3 separate regions of the Sus scrofa genome follow, and regions 1 and 3 are each linked to region 2. The links are chromatin contacts, called in public Hi-C maps. All regions are on one chromosome and are shown on one strand. Each heading gives the region's core, a stretch centred on a gene start, on an enhancer-like site or on the middle of the called end of the contact. The rest is flanking DNA. Distances are from core to core; before and after follow the strand shown. Region 1 has its middle 52 kb from the start of KDM7A. Region 2 overlaps TBXAS1 (thromboxane A synthase 1). Region 3 holds the start of HIPK2 (homeodomain-interacting protein kinase 2).

Region 1 (4,254 bases), core at 1,120-3,619, 210 kb after region 2:
CTGCCTGTGACTCTTGTAGAACTTGCCACCGCAATAGAGGGAACGCCTACGTTTCTTATTTGTAATCACAACAGGGATGAGACCATCAGCTAACCTTCCATGGGGTGCTGACTGTAATCCAGGCACTGTTGTGTTTGAGGTGGTTTGATTCATCGGACTCGCCCAATCAACTCTTAGTGAGGAGGTGATCAGGAAAGGGGGCACAGTCCCACCGTCCCTGAACTTCACGTTTTCCTTCTAAAGTGAGGACAATACCTATGCTGTCAGGATGAGGGAATGAAGGAACCTAGGGAGAGCACTTTAGCCCAGTTTTCCGTGGGTATTTCATAGATACAGAGAACTGAACGATACATTTGAAAACTATGTACTGCATTAATTAGACAGGAGCAGGAAATGGAACGTTTTGCGATCATTCTAGAGTATTTCAATCAGCCTGTCCTGGCGGAGGTGAACTTGGAGGGCTGTTTGATCTCTTGATCCCAGGAGCCAGTCTCTGCTAAGCCTGGCGTCACCCCCACATCAAAGGAGACAACGCGAAGTCAGAGGAGCCGAAATGCTGCCCACACTTCAAAGGGAGTGCCTCTTCCGGAAGTTGTTAGAGCCTTTCAAGGAGGGTAAACAGTAATACACCTCGGGGGACTCGCAACGCAGTGGCTACATCCAACTGGCTTCCTCCCTGGGACTCAGACCTTTCCAGGACCAAGCAGTGCACCCGAGAAAGAAGGCGCCGCTCTGCACAGAGGATGTTGGTCCCACGCCTTCCTAACTTCCCTGTACATCTACAAGCGGCCAGGCAATCCCACCAGAGGGGACCATCAGTAATGTCTGTTCCCGCGCCGGCCGCGCCCGGTTTTCCTTTCTGCCCGCTGTCGTGTCCACGCCGACGGCTCTGACTCCCGGGGCTTCCGTCCTTCGGCTTACACATTGGATGGTTCTGTGTTTAAACATCACAGCCTAAAACACTCCTCTTTTGGCCCATGGTGGGTAGGCAACGGGGGATAGTGGTGGAGGAAGTGCCTAAAACCTTCTGCTTTCTCCTCAACAGGTACCCTGGATGCAGCATTTGAAGCCCCCCTCTCCGCCCTCCCGCCCTGGGCCCCCGGCTAAGCGGGCAGGAGATACACACGCGGGACATCACACCAGTCCCCACCTGTCTGCGGCCAGGGGCAGACAGAGGCAGGCTGAGGCCGACTGGGGAGTGTCCTGGCGCTCCCTTTTATAACTAGGAAGGCGGCTGAGCGGCGGCGGCGGCGGCGGATACCCCAGTGGGCCCCTTGTATATGAGCTTAGCGCGCTCGCGCTCCTCCGGCCCTCTGCAAGACCCTGAGGCATCCCTTTTGACCCCTGCGCGTTCACACCCTCTTCACATCCTGTTCACCGCCACCCCCCACCGCCCGCCTGCCCGCACCCTCCAGACCCCTTAAGAACCTGCCATCCCCGCACACTCCCATCCCCCAGACTCCTGCAGAGCCCCTCAATCCCGCGCGTGCACACCCTCCTCGGCCCCTGCGCACAGCCGGGACCCCCAGCGCGCTGGCATCCCTAGATCCTGAGCACACCCAAGACCCCCGGACCGTCACACCTCCCACCCCGCCGCACCTCCAGCGGGCGCACCCCCAGCCCAGCGGGCGCCGGAGCGGGGGGAGGGATGCGGAGACGTGCCGCACGTGCGCCGCACGGTGATTGGCAGCGCCGGCCCCGCCCGCGCCCCTGCCGAGTGCTCCGCGGAGCTGAGGATGGGGTGGCCGGGCCTGGCAGCTGCAGCTGGTCCGTGGGGCCGGGGCTGCAGAGGCGCGCAGGCCGGGCTGCGGGGTTTGCTGCCCGGGGAGGCCGGGAACAATGCACCCTGATGGGAAGTGCGTGGGGGTGGGGGGAGGCGCTAGAGACTGCACCCGTGTTCTTTAGCTTGGTAGTGCTAAAATAAGCGTGCTCTAGGATGCTGTTCCGGCCGGGTGAAAATACTTTCTGTAGGTGATGAAAAAATTTTCCACTTTATTCGGTTGTTGACTAGGGCCCCGTGCATTTAAACCCCAGCTCTCTTCAGTCCACTGAAGAAGGGAAGGGTTAGAAAGGAGCCTGGGCATTTTAATGCAGCCGGTGCGGGCTTGAGAAAGCGACAAAGGCCCAGCTCGCGTGGCCCTGAGAGTGATGCTCCGCCCCTGAGTGGAGGACCAGAAAGAAGTCCTTTAAGGGACCAGCGATGGCTGGATTCAGCTGGGGAACGTTTCCCAAAGGACGTGATTTGAGCGGAGGCTGTAGGTTCTGAGCCAAGGACTAGAATTGTGGCCTGGGACAGACAGAGCGCGCCGAAGAGGAGGGCGCTCCCAGGGACTGATGGGGACAGGGGGTGGCGAAGGCGCTAGCGGCCCTAAGTGGTGAGCCGCAGAGAAGCCGTCCCTCATCCCGGCAGCAGCCAGCCAATGAGAGAGAAGCGCAAAGGGGTCCCGAACCAATGGAAACCTGCCGCCGGCGGACGACTTGCCATTGGAAACATTTATGGAGATCTGGCCAAGCGCTTTCTTTGCGGGGCTGCTGCCCCAGAAGCCCAGGACAGGTGTGTGTCAAGGGCCAAAACACCAGGAGCAAGTTCATTTATTCATTCATTTGGATTAGAGCGCCTGCTGTTTGTAAGGGGGCGGTGGAGCGGACACAGGAGGAAAGGGAGGAGAGCAGAGGGGCGGAAATGCGCTTCCGGACCTGAGCAGCTCAGAAGCGGATGAAGGGTTTCTCCGTTCTATGTCCCGCGTCATTTTCCCTCCTGTAAACGTTAGCACCTTGCGTTTGTGTCGTGCTTTACGATTTCCAAATTGCTTTCAAATGCGTGATCTTTATTCAGTAATCACCATAACCTAACAGAAAGGTATTATTATTATTATATTTTACCAGTGAGAGAAGGGAGGCTCAGATAAATTAAATCACATACCCGAGGTGACATAGCTGTTAGTGAGAGCGTGGAGACTAGAACTCGGGTGTCCGGACTGCGAATCCGGGGCTCTTTAAATTTATCAGAGGCAGAAACCCAGGCCTGCTTCCTGATCCAGGTGCCTAGGACACACCCAGCAGTTAAAATAAAATCCAGCAGGACGGGGTTAATTCTTTTTTTTTTTTTTTTTTTCCCTTAGTCATTGCTCTCTCAAATTGCCCCTTGAAACACAGGCTCGCTCTGCTATTATACCCCTTTGTGTGTACATGAGGTTCTGTTGACTCGCTGCCAAGAAAGGCAGTACCACAGGTAAAAGCAGAATGAGGAGGGAGGATGGGTTACCAGCTGTGGGCTTCCCCTTCACCCACACCCCTCAGGCCAACTGGAGACCCGGGGCCCTCTCTGTCTTCTCTCATGTTGGTCCCCAATGGAGAAACTGCATCCTGCCCTGTGTGCTAGGCTCTGCCTGCCTAAAATAAGCTACACCCCTGGGACCTCTGAGGCCTCCACCTCAGCCATTGCCGTCAGGCCATCACAAAAACATCCCACCCCTCCTGTGGCCACAGTGACATGGTTAAAAGGAATTTTACTCCCAGAGGATCTGTCACTCCAGGACTCACTAAGTCTCTGCCACGGTGCCAGATGAGGTCTCTGGCCTGTTCAGCAAAGTGTATAAGCCTCGCTGGTGCCCAAGGCTGAATGCCCACCACAGGTATCTGCTGAGATTTTTTTTTTTTTTCTTTTTAGGGCCGCACATGCGGCATATGGAAGTTCCCAGGCTAGGGGTCGAATCAGCTACCGCTGCCAGCCTACACCACAGCCATAGCAATGCCAGATCTGAGGTACATCTGTGACCTACACCATAGCTCATGGCAACGCCGGATCCTTAACCCACTGAGCGAGGCCAGGGATCGAAACAGCATCCTCATGGATACATGTCAAGTTCATTACCGCTGAGCCACCATGGGAACTCCTGCTGAGACTTTTAAAAAGGCACATCACTGAGCACACCTCTGGATTGTGATTCAGAAGGTCCTGGAAGGATGACATTTGTTTTAAATACTCTGAAGTGATTCAGATGACTAGCCGGGTTGGGAACTCACAGATATAGAAAGACTTGTGTCAGAAAGTTTGGGTTAACTCCGGGGTGAAATCGGCAGATTGTTGATCACATGAGGAACTTGTTACTCAGACGTTCACACTGCCTCAGAGGGTGCTGAATGGCAACTCCATTCATGAGCGAGCCCCAAGGGGAAGTAAAAGCCCTCAAGGTAGGAAACTTCTGTCTTGAGTCATCTAAGACCTTAGAGGAAGACAGGGTAGGGAACTGA
Region 2 (4,662 bases), core at 1,306-3,805:
TGGGGGGCGGCCCCAGACAAACCCCAGCTCTCCCAGTGCCTGGCCCTGTGGACGTGAGCAAACTACCTGAGTTCCAGAAACCTCTGTGCAAAGTGGGACCTTGTAAGGACCAGACACGCTGTCAGGGAGGCACAGCCCGCTTCTTGGCAGAGGGAAGACTTGAGCTGTCGGGGGCCTCCGAGGATCAGCTGCAACTCAGCTGTCGCCACTGCTGCATCTTCTAGGCTTTATCCACCCTCCTCTGATGACAGGCGTGGGAGCTTCGCACTGTCAGATTCCCCCAAGGTGGCCCCCACTGAATTCTTAATTCTTATTGGCACAATGGTATCCATCTCTCCCGGGATGACCCCAGGCTCGCAACTACCACTCACAGAGTCGCTCCTGTCCCACAGCCGAATTACAGAGCTTCCTAAGAAACCCCCCTGGATGGCACTTAATGGGGACTCCTCAGTGCAACCCTTGTAGGTGTGGTTTCTGCCCATTTTACAGATGAGCCAACTGAATGTCAGCACAGCTTCACAATTTGCCCACTGTCTTCCAGCTGGATCTGACGTGTTCCTATCTCTTCCTGTTGACAATTCTGCCTGCCGGTCGTGAATTTCAAAATGTCAAGAGTTATTTTTTAAAAAATGGTAAATTGCTCTTTAGACTTTATGTATATATATATATAACTTCAAAACTTACTTTTACCTAGGGTTGGGTTTATTTTAACGCTTAGCTGGTTTAATGGACTTTTTTAAGAGTGACAACTGAGAATTTCAGTGTGGGCTACAGTGAGGACCGGCCACCTTCGCTCTCTGGGCTGTGGCTTTTCATCTGAACCATGCGAAGGTGGAACTCCAGTAACACCCAGAGTCTCTGTACTTTTCTCCTAGTCATGGACGTGCCAAGAGCAGTGGGGGACCTTCCTGTCCGCTAAAGTGGCCGACGGATATACCCGACGCCACCTAAGCTTCTGGACAAGGTTCTTGGGAAAGGAGATTTCTTTTCTTTTCTTTTCTTCTTCTTTTTTTTTTAGCTCAGGCCTAGCCCTCCCCACTTACATCCTGAGCTGTGAAAATGGACTGAGCAGAGAATTTAAAATGAGCTGGGGGAAAAAAAAATCCTGCTACAATAAATCGCATCACAGTGGAGATCTCTATCTAGCCAGAAAATTCTCAGCCCAGACAATGGCTCATTTATTTCCAACAATATTCAATACAACAGAATTCCAGGCCAACAAAAGGATTTCTACAGGTTCTTGGACTGTGGCAAAAGGGGTTTAACCTACAGAGAAAAGAGAGCTGTTCCATTATGGGCTCCCAGGCGAGGGGGAGACCTTTGTAAATAAACTGGAAGGTGGCCTGCTGGAAACGTGGTTCCCTCCCTGGGGAGCATCTCAGCCCGCGACAGTGGGGAGGCAGAAGCACCGGCCACCTCGCCCCGGGAGACATCTGAGTCAAGGCGGCTTCGCCGGGTGGTGCTACCGAGGACACAGCCCCTCTCTCCCAGGCGCTCAGATGATACATTTTATAAACATCCAGGCAGGCAGCCTCCAAAGACTCCTGGGCTTTACAAAAGCATTTCAGATTCCATGGTCAGCGAGCCGGTGTTCTGAGCATGGGCGGTGAAGAGGAGGCAGGAAACGGGAGGGCCCGGAGGGGTCTGGAGGCTGCCTTCTAAATTTAACATGCAGTTGCTTTTAGGCCAAGTGGATGAAAAATAAATTCCAGTGCTTAAAGCTCTTATCTTTGTTTACCATTTCCCCAAACAGTAAGTGACCCAGGCTCTGGCTTTTAGACTGAATTATCAACCAAGATGCACACAGGATGCGGGACGGGGACGCTGGGGGCTGGGCCGGGGGATAAACAGAGGAAGCTGACCGCTCTCCACCGTCACGTGGCGTTTCCTGGGCCTGGCAGAGTGACCAGGATCTGATGTCACAGGCTGTCCCTGGGTGGGCCAGGGCGTGCTCGGGATGTGTCCGACCATCCCAGACACGGAAGGCGCCGAGGGGTTACCCTCCTCCTTTGCATGAGGGGATCCATAAATATCTGACGGTGACCTTTTCAGATGCTCCATAACAGCTTTTGAAAATCTCCAGTGGGCCCGGGCTTGCCCGCTTTGATGGGAAGCTCCAGCCAGGCTTCTGCATGTTGTCAAAATCCTCCGTGGGACTCACTGTCCAGCCTGATTCTACCCTCAGGAACGACAAGAGTAGCATATCCTTTTCTTTCGTCACGTGCCTGCCACTCAGGTGACAGGGCCCTCATTTCTCTCCTTGGTTGGCTCTGTTCTCCAGGATTCTTTCCAGGTGCCCCCAGAGAAGCGTGTCAGTCCTACCTCCCTGCCTCTAGTTCCGTCTCTCAACCCCTGGGAGGCTGGCTTTGGCCGCACCTCCCTCCCACGGGTGACTGACGCCCTGGCCTTTCCAGCCGCTCTGCCAGCTTCCCCTGGTCAGTCCTTACTGTTCCAAGGTCAGGGGCATGCCCTTCTCTCCTGCCTCCATCCCAGAGGCCTCCGGCACCTCTGGGGGCTGAACAGGACACCATCTCCCGCTGGGGCCCCAGCCCAGCCCCGCCAGCAGGAGGCAGCCCCGGCCAAGTCCTTTCCACCTTTCAGCCACCGAGGAATGAAACCTAGGAGTCGCTTTGCTCTCTTCATCCCCCGACCCCTTCACCCCTTCACCCCTTCGTCTCCCCAGCAAGTCTTCCTTTACACAGATGCCTCTAGATCCAGGCTGCACTCGAGAATTACCTCGGGAGCTTTTAAAACCATACTGATTCCTGTGCCCAGTCCAGACCCGTTCCAATGGGCTATTTCAAGGCGGGGACCAGCAGCAGCAGCAAGCAGCCGGTAGGGAGAATCGCTGCTTACGCTGCTCCCCGGATTCAAGCCCCTTTTCCTCTCTGGCCGCTGACATGGTCGTCACGGCTCATCACTTCTGCCAGGGCTACTGCAAAAGCCTCCTGTTTTCTGGCCCTGCTTCCCCCAGCTCTCCGACCACACACCCACAATCACAAAATACCGTTCTCACCACATTACCTATACTTGCCAAAAACCTTCAGTAGGTCCCTACTGCCAAATAACAAGTCTTTGAACAAGTCGATGGCTTCCCAAGAAAATAATAAGTCGTATGGTCTGGGACAGTATCTTCTCTCCTCTTTCCTTCTCTTCTCTACCCCCAGCACTCTGCTAAGCACGTATCAGGTACTCAACATCTATCTGAGGTGAGAGGGAACAACAAAAAAAGAATTTCTCTGCAGATGAATGCCACGCACCCTCCTCCAGTGCAGAGGAAGCGGGCGGGTGATTTAGCTCTCATTTACTCAGGGGCTGATTTCTTTAAACATCGCATATAATCAACGGTGACTGATCCACGCTGATGGAGAGAACTGGACCTTGTATATTACAGGCAGTGGCTAATTCAACAACTTGAAGCTAGTTGATGTTGGAAGCTGTTGTACGCTTTTGCAGGCTTGTGTCTGATAATTGAGACTTTTTTTGAAATTAGGTCATTAGATGTGTCTTATTTTCCTACCCCCTCTTCTCCCATATACACCATAGGAATAAATAAATCATGGAGTTCTCGTTGTGGCATGTTGGAAATGAATCCAACTAGGAACCATGAGGTTGCGGGTTCTATCCCTGGCCTCTCTCAGTGGGTTAAGGATCCAGCGTGGCTGTGAGCTGTGGTGTAGGTCGCAGACACGGCTCAGATCTGGCGTTGCTGTGGCTGTGGTTTAGGCCAGCAGCTGCAGCTCCAATTCGACCCCTAGCCTGGGAACCTCCGTATGCCATGGGTGGGGCCCTAAAAAGCAAAAGCAAAAAAAACAAGGAATAAATAACTCAGCTCCCAAAATAATCCATTATTTTTTTCTCTCAACCCTTTCCTGAAATAGAGATAGTGGTGACACTTCAGCACACTGGAAGGGGCACATTGCGGGGGGCGGGGACCCACAGTGGGAGTAAATAGAGGGGACGGGGGTGTCAACATGCTGCCTTTCAACAGGTTCACTGTTAAAATTTAGGCAGTGCGTACAACCAGTTTGTAAAACTATTCACAGTTTCTACGACCGTACACACCCCTTAGGACACAGCAACTCCACTCCTAGGTATACACCCAAGGGAAGTGAGACTCGCGTTCACTAAAAGCAAGAACATCCCAATTTATTCATAATGTCCCCACTTGGGGACAACGCAAATGTCCACCCACAGCGGGGAGGACGACTAGATGTGGAGCGTCACACAACCGTCGGAGCAGGCACACTACCCTCACACCACCGCACGGATGGGTCTCAGAGACACAAGAGGGAACATGGGGACGCAGATACAAAAGCCTACATACTGGAGGTTCCCTTTACATGACGTTTTTAAATCTTTTTTTTTTTTTTTTTTTTTTTTGGTCTTTTTAGGGCGGCACCTGCGGCATATGGAGGTTTCCAGGCTAGGGGTCTCATCGGAGCTGCAGCCACCGGCCTACACCACAGCCACAGCAACTCAAGATCCAAGCCTCATCTTCGACCCACACCACAGCTCACGGCAACACCAGATCCTTAACCCACTGAGCGAGGCCAGGGATCGAACCTGCATCCTCATGGGTCCTAGTCGGATTCATTTCCACTGTGCCACGATGGGAACTCCTACATAAAGTTTTTAAAAAGGCAAAATAGGAGTTCCCAT
Region 3 (4,131 bases), core at 60-2,559, 200 kb before region 2:
TTGCTATTTCATCCACAGAATATCTGAACAAAACCGAAAGAAAGCCAGATGGACTGACGCTAAAAGTATGTAAAGGCTGCTATTTCCATGATTTCATGAGAAAAACATTTTCACGATGAAAAGGACTGGAAAAAAAAAAAATCAGGCACCCTTTGGTTCAAAATTCCTCGTACTACAAGCACACACATACAAAAAACACACCGAAGTGTAAAAACTTAGTTGATTCCGGTTTGATTTCGGGGTGGAAGCTGACAGAACTGACTGAAGAGAAACGAAAGAGTGCAGGGGAAACGCGGTGCTTCTGCCTTCCGTTCTTTTCTTTCTTCCTAAAGACAGATCAGATCAGAAAAAGCACCCAACGCCAGGTGAAGGTGCACGGCGCAGGTTTACCCAGATCCAGCGAGACAAACCTCCTGGCTGCCTCCCCGACCTGAAAACCTAAACTACATTCTCCCTTACACACGCTGCTGCGGGCAGATTTTAGCCAATTTCATTGTTCTGCCTGGGTCTGAAATGGACTTTTTCCCTCTCTCTCCCCCTCTCATCACCTAACCCGGTACATTCCGATCCGACAGCCCCCCCAAAACCAGAGGCTGGCGAAGAATAAAGGAGCGTGGGGTGGGAATGGAGGGAAATGGAAGGGAGCTGTGAGGACAGAGTGGAAAGCAGATCATCCGAAAGGTAATTTTCTCGCGGGGGGGTGGGGAGGAAAGCTACAGCGCATCACCTTTATTTATTACAAATAAATAAAAAGCACCGTCATGGATCGGTCTTTGCCCCGGCGCCCCCTCCCAATATCTTTTCTTCGGGCACTAGCCCACCCTCGCACCCCACCCCCCCGCCTCTTTCTCCACCCTGGAAATTAGATCTGTTCGATTCCGGAGCCCGGTCGTTCGCCGGGCAACGGAGGGGGCGGCGGGGAGGGGGCGGGCAGCCGGTTCGAGCCCCGGGGGTGGGGCGCGGAGGCCGGGCGCCCGGGGGCTGCGGGCCGGGGGCTGCCTGGCGAGGGGGCCGCGGGCAGAACAAAGCTGCGGGGGCCGCGGCGGCCGGGCGGCGCGGGGCGAACGGGGCCGGCGGGCCGGCGCCCCTTACCTTCGTACACGGGGGCCATCGGGGCCGGGGTGTCCGCGATTCATGGCAACGGAGAAGGGAACGCGGCGCGCGAGCTCGGCCCCCCCAGCCTCAGTCGGAATCTGCCATCTTGAGCCTGTGTCTCCGCTCTCGGCGCAGCCGGGGCCGCCAGCGCCCGCATCACCGCCTCACTTGGCCGGCGCCGGGGGAGGGGGCCGGGCGCCGCCGCCGCCGCCGCCGCCGCGGCCCGGGCCCTGCGCGGGGCTCCGGGGCGGCCGGGCGGGCGCAGCGGCCGAGGCCGAGGGCCGAGCGGCCGCGGCCCCCGAGCGGGTCCGCGGTGGGGCGGGAGCCGGGGCGGGCAGCGCGCGGCCAGTCCCCGGCCGGGGCTCAGCTCAGCATGGCTGTGTGTGGGGGCTTCGGCAAAAGTTGCACGGGAGGCGGAGGAGGGGCGGGAGGAGCCGGGGGAGGGGCGGGGGCGGGGGCGGGAGCGGCGGCCGAGCGCGCGCCAGCGAGCGAGCCGGGGAGCGGAGTCCGCGCGCAATCGAGCGCCGATGGCACGGATGCGAGGCGGGGAAGGCCGAGCGGAGGGCAGGAGCCGGCCGGGGGGTGGGGTGGGGGCGCGGATTAAAGGAAGCCGGGCCGGCGAGGGAGGGCGGCGGTGCGCACCCTTGGATTCTGATTGGCAAAGGAGAGCGGGCCCGCAGGGGCGGCCGCCGCCGAACTTTGCGTGTGCGCGCCGGCTGGGCGGGAGGGGCTGCCCTGGAAAGGGAGCCCCGGCCGGCGGCGTCTAGCCGTCGCGCACCTGGCAGGCGCTGCCCGGGGTCGGGGCGCGGGGGCGGGGGGAGGGATGAATGGAGCAGGGGGCGCCCGCCCTCCCCCGGGGGGGCGGGAATGCGAGAGTGGAGGAGCTTTTCAAATCCCGACGAGGTCGGAGATGCAGAAGCCATGCCGCGCTCGCTTAGGGAACGCAGGGTGGTCGCTGGATTCCTGCGGGAATCTGCTTCCGCCCTGTCCCCTCGGCCACGGGGTCCGGAGGGCACTCCTCCCCGCGCCTATCACCTGGGCGGGTGTTCCACCGACTTCCTCCCAGGCCCCTGCCTTCCTCAACACTCTCTCCCTTCAACTCTACACTCTCCAGACTCTCCGCAGCCCGGAGCCTCGCCAGTGCACTCCTGCGGCTTCGTCTTGGATTCTTTGGTAGATGCCCTGCCATCGCCCCCCACCTAAGACCTGAGTCTCCTCTTAGCCAGTGTTTTAAAAACTGTGGGTCGTGACGCATTAACTGATCAAGAAAGACATTCAATGGATGGCAATCAGCTATTTAAAATAATCAAACGCACTAGAATAGAAAATATTAGACCCCACTGCCCGTAGTAAGAGTAACTATTTGTTTCATAAACCTTCTGTTTTCAGTTATCCATACTGGACAACGATGTAAGTTGTATTTCCCTCTCCGCGTCAGAGGACTCAAAAAAGTTTAAAATCTGTATGTCGGGGGTTACAATAATGAAGGAACCCATTGTCTTCCCACTACCTCTTATCCTTCCCAACCTCCATACCCTGTGACAACCTTCTCCCCCCAAAATCCCCGAAGCCTGTTCACACACTTACCTAGTTTTGTTAGTTGCACATCATTTCCACCCCCACCCGCCCACCCCCACCAGCCTTTGCTCAGGATGACCTTGGACTTTCCCATCTATCCTCCTTGCCTCTGTCTTCTGTGCTACAGCTTCCACCACTGCGCTTAGCCTAATGTCACTCACATGTGCGGAATCCTAGACTACCATGGCTAACAGGGGCCTCAGAGATAGTCTGTCCCCCCACCCAACCCTTTTAAAATAGAAAAGATGAGGCCCAGGGAAGTGAAGTATATTGCCCAATGGTATTAAGTCTTAGGGTTAAGCTCTCAACTCCCACTCTGGTGTTCTTTGCTTCATACCATTCATTCATCCCTTCCGTCTATCCACCTGCCACCTTCATCAGGTCTTAGCCCAGTTTACCATAACACACGGTTTTGTTTTTGCTTTTGTTTTTTAAGTGTTTGGCTACATCCATGCCGTGTGGCGGTTCCAGGGCCAGATCCTGAGCCCTTACAGAGATAACACCATGTAGTTATGCTATAGTCCACGGCGGCGGGGGGGGGGGGGGTTCACACAGTTCTGACCATGCCACACTCCTGCTAATACCCTTGAAAGAGTCAACCTCTGGCTATAGGACCGAGTTGCCCAGCTCCTTGGCTCTTATTCAAGAAAGTCAGGTTCTGACTTTCCAAGCACATGAGTTCAGCAAGTCACTGCCTCTCCAGCCAAACTGGTTTACTCGTGGTCCTCTGCCAGCCTTGGCCAGCTGTGCCTTTGTGCCTTTGCCCAAGCTGCCACTCTCCCACCAAGGAAGCCTTCTCCATCTTCTCTCCTTAACCAGATTCCACCTGTGTCTGGTCTGACTCATTTCCTCCACAAAACAGCCTGAGGTCCCACCAGATAAAAAGAGACCTCAGTTCAGCTCTCTGCTGTTTCACTCAGTAGCTATGTGAACTTGGTCATATTATCTAACCTCTCTGAACTTCAGTTTCTGCATCTTGATTATAATGAGAATAGTAGGAGTTCCTGTCGAGGTTCAGTGGTTAAAGAATCCGACTAGGAACCATGAGGTTGTGGGTTCGATCCCCGGCCTTGCTTAGTGGGTTGAGGATCTGGCGTTGCCATGAGCTGTGGTGTGGGTCACAGACACAGCTTGGATCCCATGTTGCTGTGGCTGTGGTGTAGGCCAGCAGCTACAGCTCCGATTAGACCCCTAGCCTGGGAACCTCCATATGCCATGGGTGCGGCCCTAAAAGAACGAAAAGAAAAAAAATATACAATGAGAATAGTAATAATAACGACGTTCTTCCCCTGTACCTATATGTCCCTGTCGTGACCTTCACCATACAGGTATTATCTCTCTTCCCCTTTGCAGTCATAACTAGTGGCACTTTCTGCAGTGATGGAAATGTAACCATTTGTGGCTGTAGAGCATATGAAACGTGGCTGGTGTGACAGAGGAACTGAAATTTTCATTTTA

Evidence for each region. Hi-C and Micro-C count contacts between places; a contact is called where the count stands out from the background.
Region 1: a contact with region 2 is called in a Hi-C map of skeletal muscle, with 4 times the contacts expected there. The contact joins two enhancer-like sites. A contact is called at or near these places in 2 of 47 Hi-C or Micro-C datasets (liver and skeletal muscle).
Region 3: a Hi-C map of fetal liver shows a contact between it and region 2, with 2.1 times the contacts expected there. The contact joins the promoter of HIPK2 here to the enhancer-like site in region 2. A contact is called at or near these places in 1 of 5 promoter capture datasets (fetal skeletal muscle), 14 of 47 Hi-C or Micro-C datasets (brain, embryonic fibroblasts, fetal heart ventricle and 9 more) and 2 of 2 datasets of contacts at active chromatin or transcription factors (alveolar macrophages and skeletal muscle).

What each region holds. Positions count from the first base shown.
Region 1 is chr18:9,527,751-9,532,004 of Sscrofa11.1, reverse strand. No RefSeq gene overlaps it. Among named protein-coding and RNA genes, the nearest start is that of KDM7A, 52 kb to the left of the region's middle. Within about 2 kb of position 2,369, at least 59 of the 83 cell types and tissues checked have an H3K27ac peak or open chromatin away from gene starts, as enhancers often do. A contact at or near this core is called in liver and skeletal muscle, where this site is marked.
Region 2 is chr18:9,736,019-9,740,680 of Sscrofa11.1, reverse strand. All of the region lies in intron 9 of TBXAS1 (thromboxane A synthase 1), which reads left to right. The region is part of intron 2 of LOC106508202 (a long non-coding RNA gene); the gene reads right to left. Among named protein-coding and RNA genes, the nearest start is that of PARP12, 65 kb to the right of the region's middle. Within about 2 kb of position 2,555, at least 31 of the 83 cell types and tissues checked have an H3K27ac peak or open chromatin away from gene starts, as enhancers often do. A contact at or near this core is called in fetal liver, liver, retroperitoneal adipose tissue and 2 more, where this site is marked.
Region 3 is chr18:9,937,713-9,941,843 of Sscrofa11.1, reverse strand. HIPK2 (homeodomain-interacting protein kinase 2) reads right to left here and starts at 1,309. Exons shown (of 15, transcript XM_021078554.1): 1 at 1,093-1,309. The coding sequence starts at 1,111.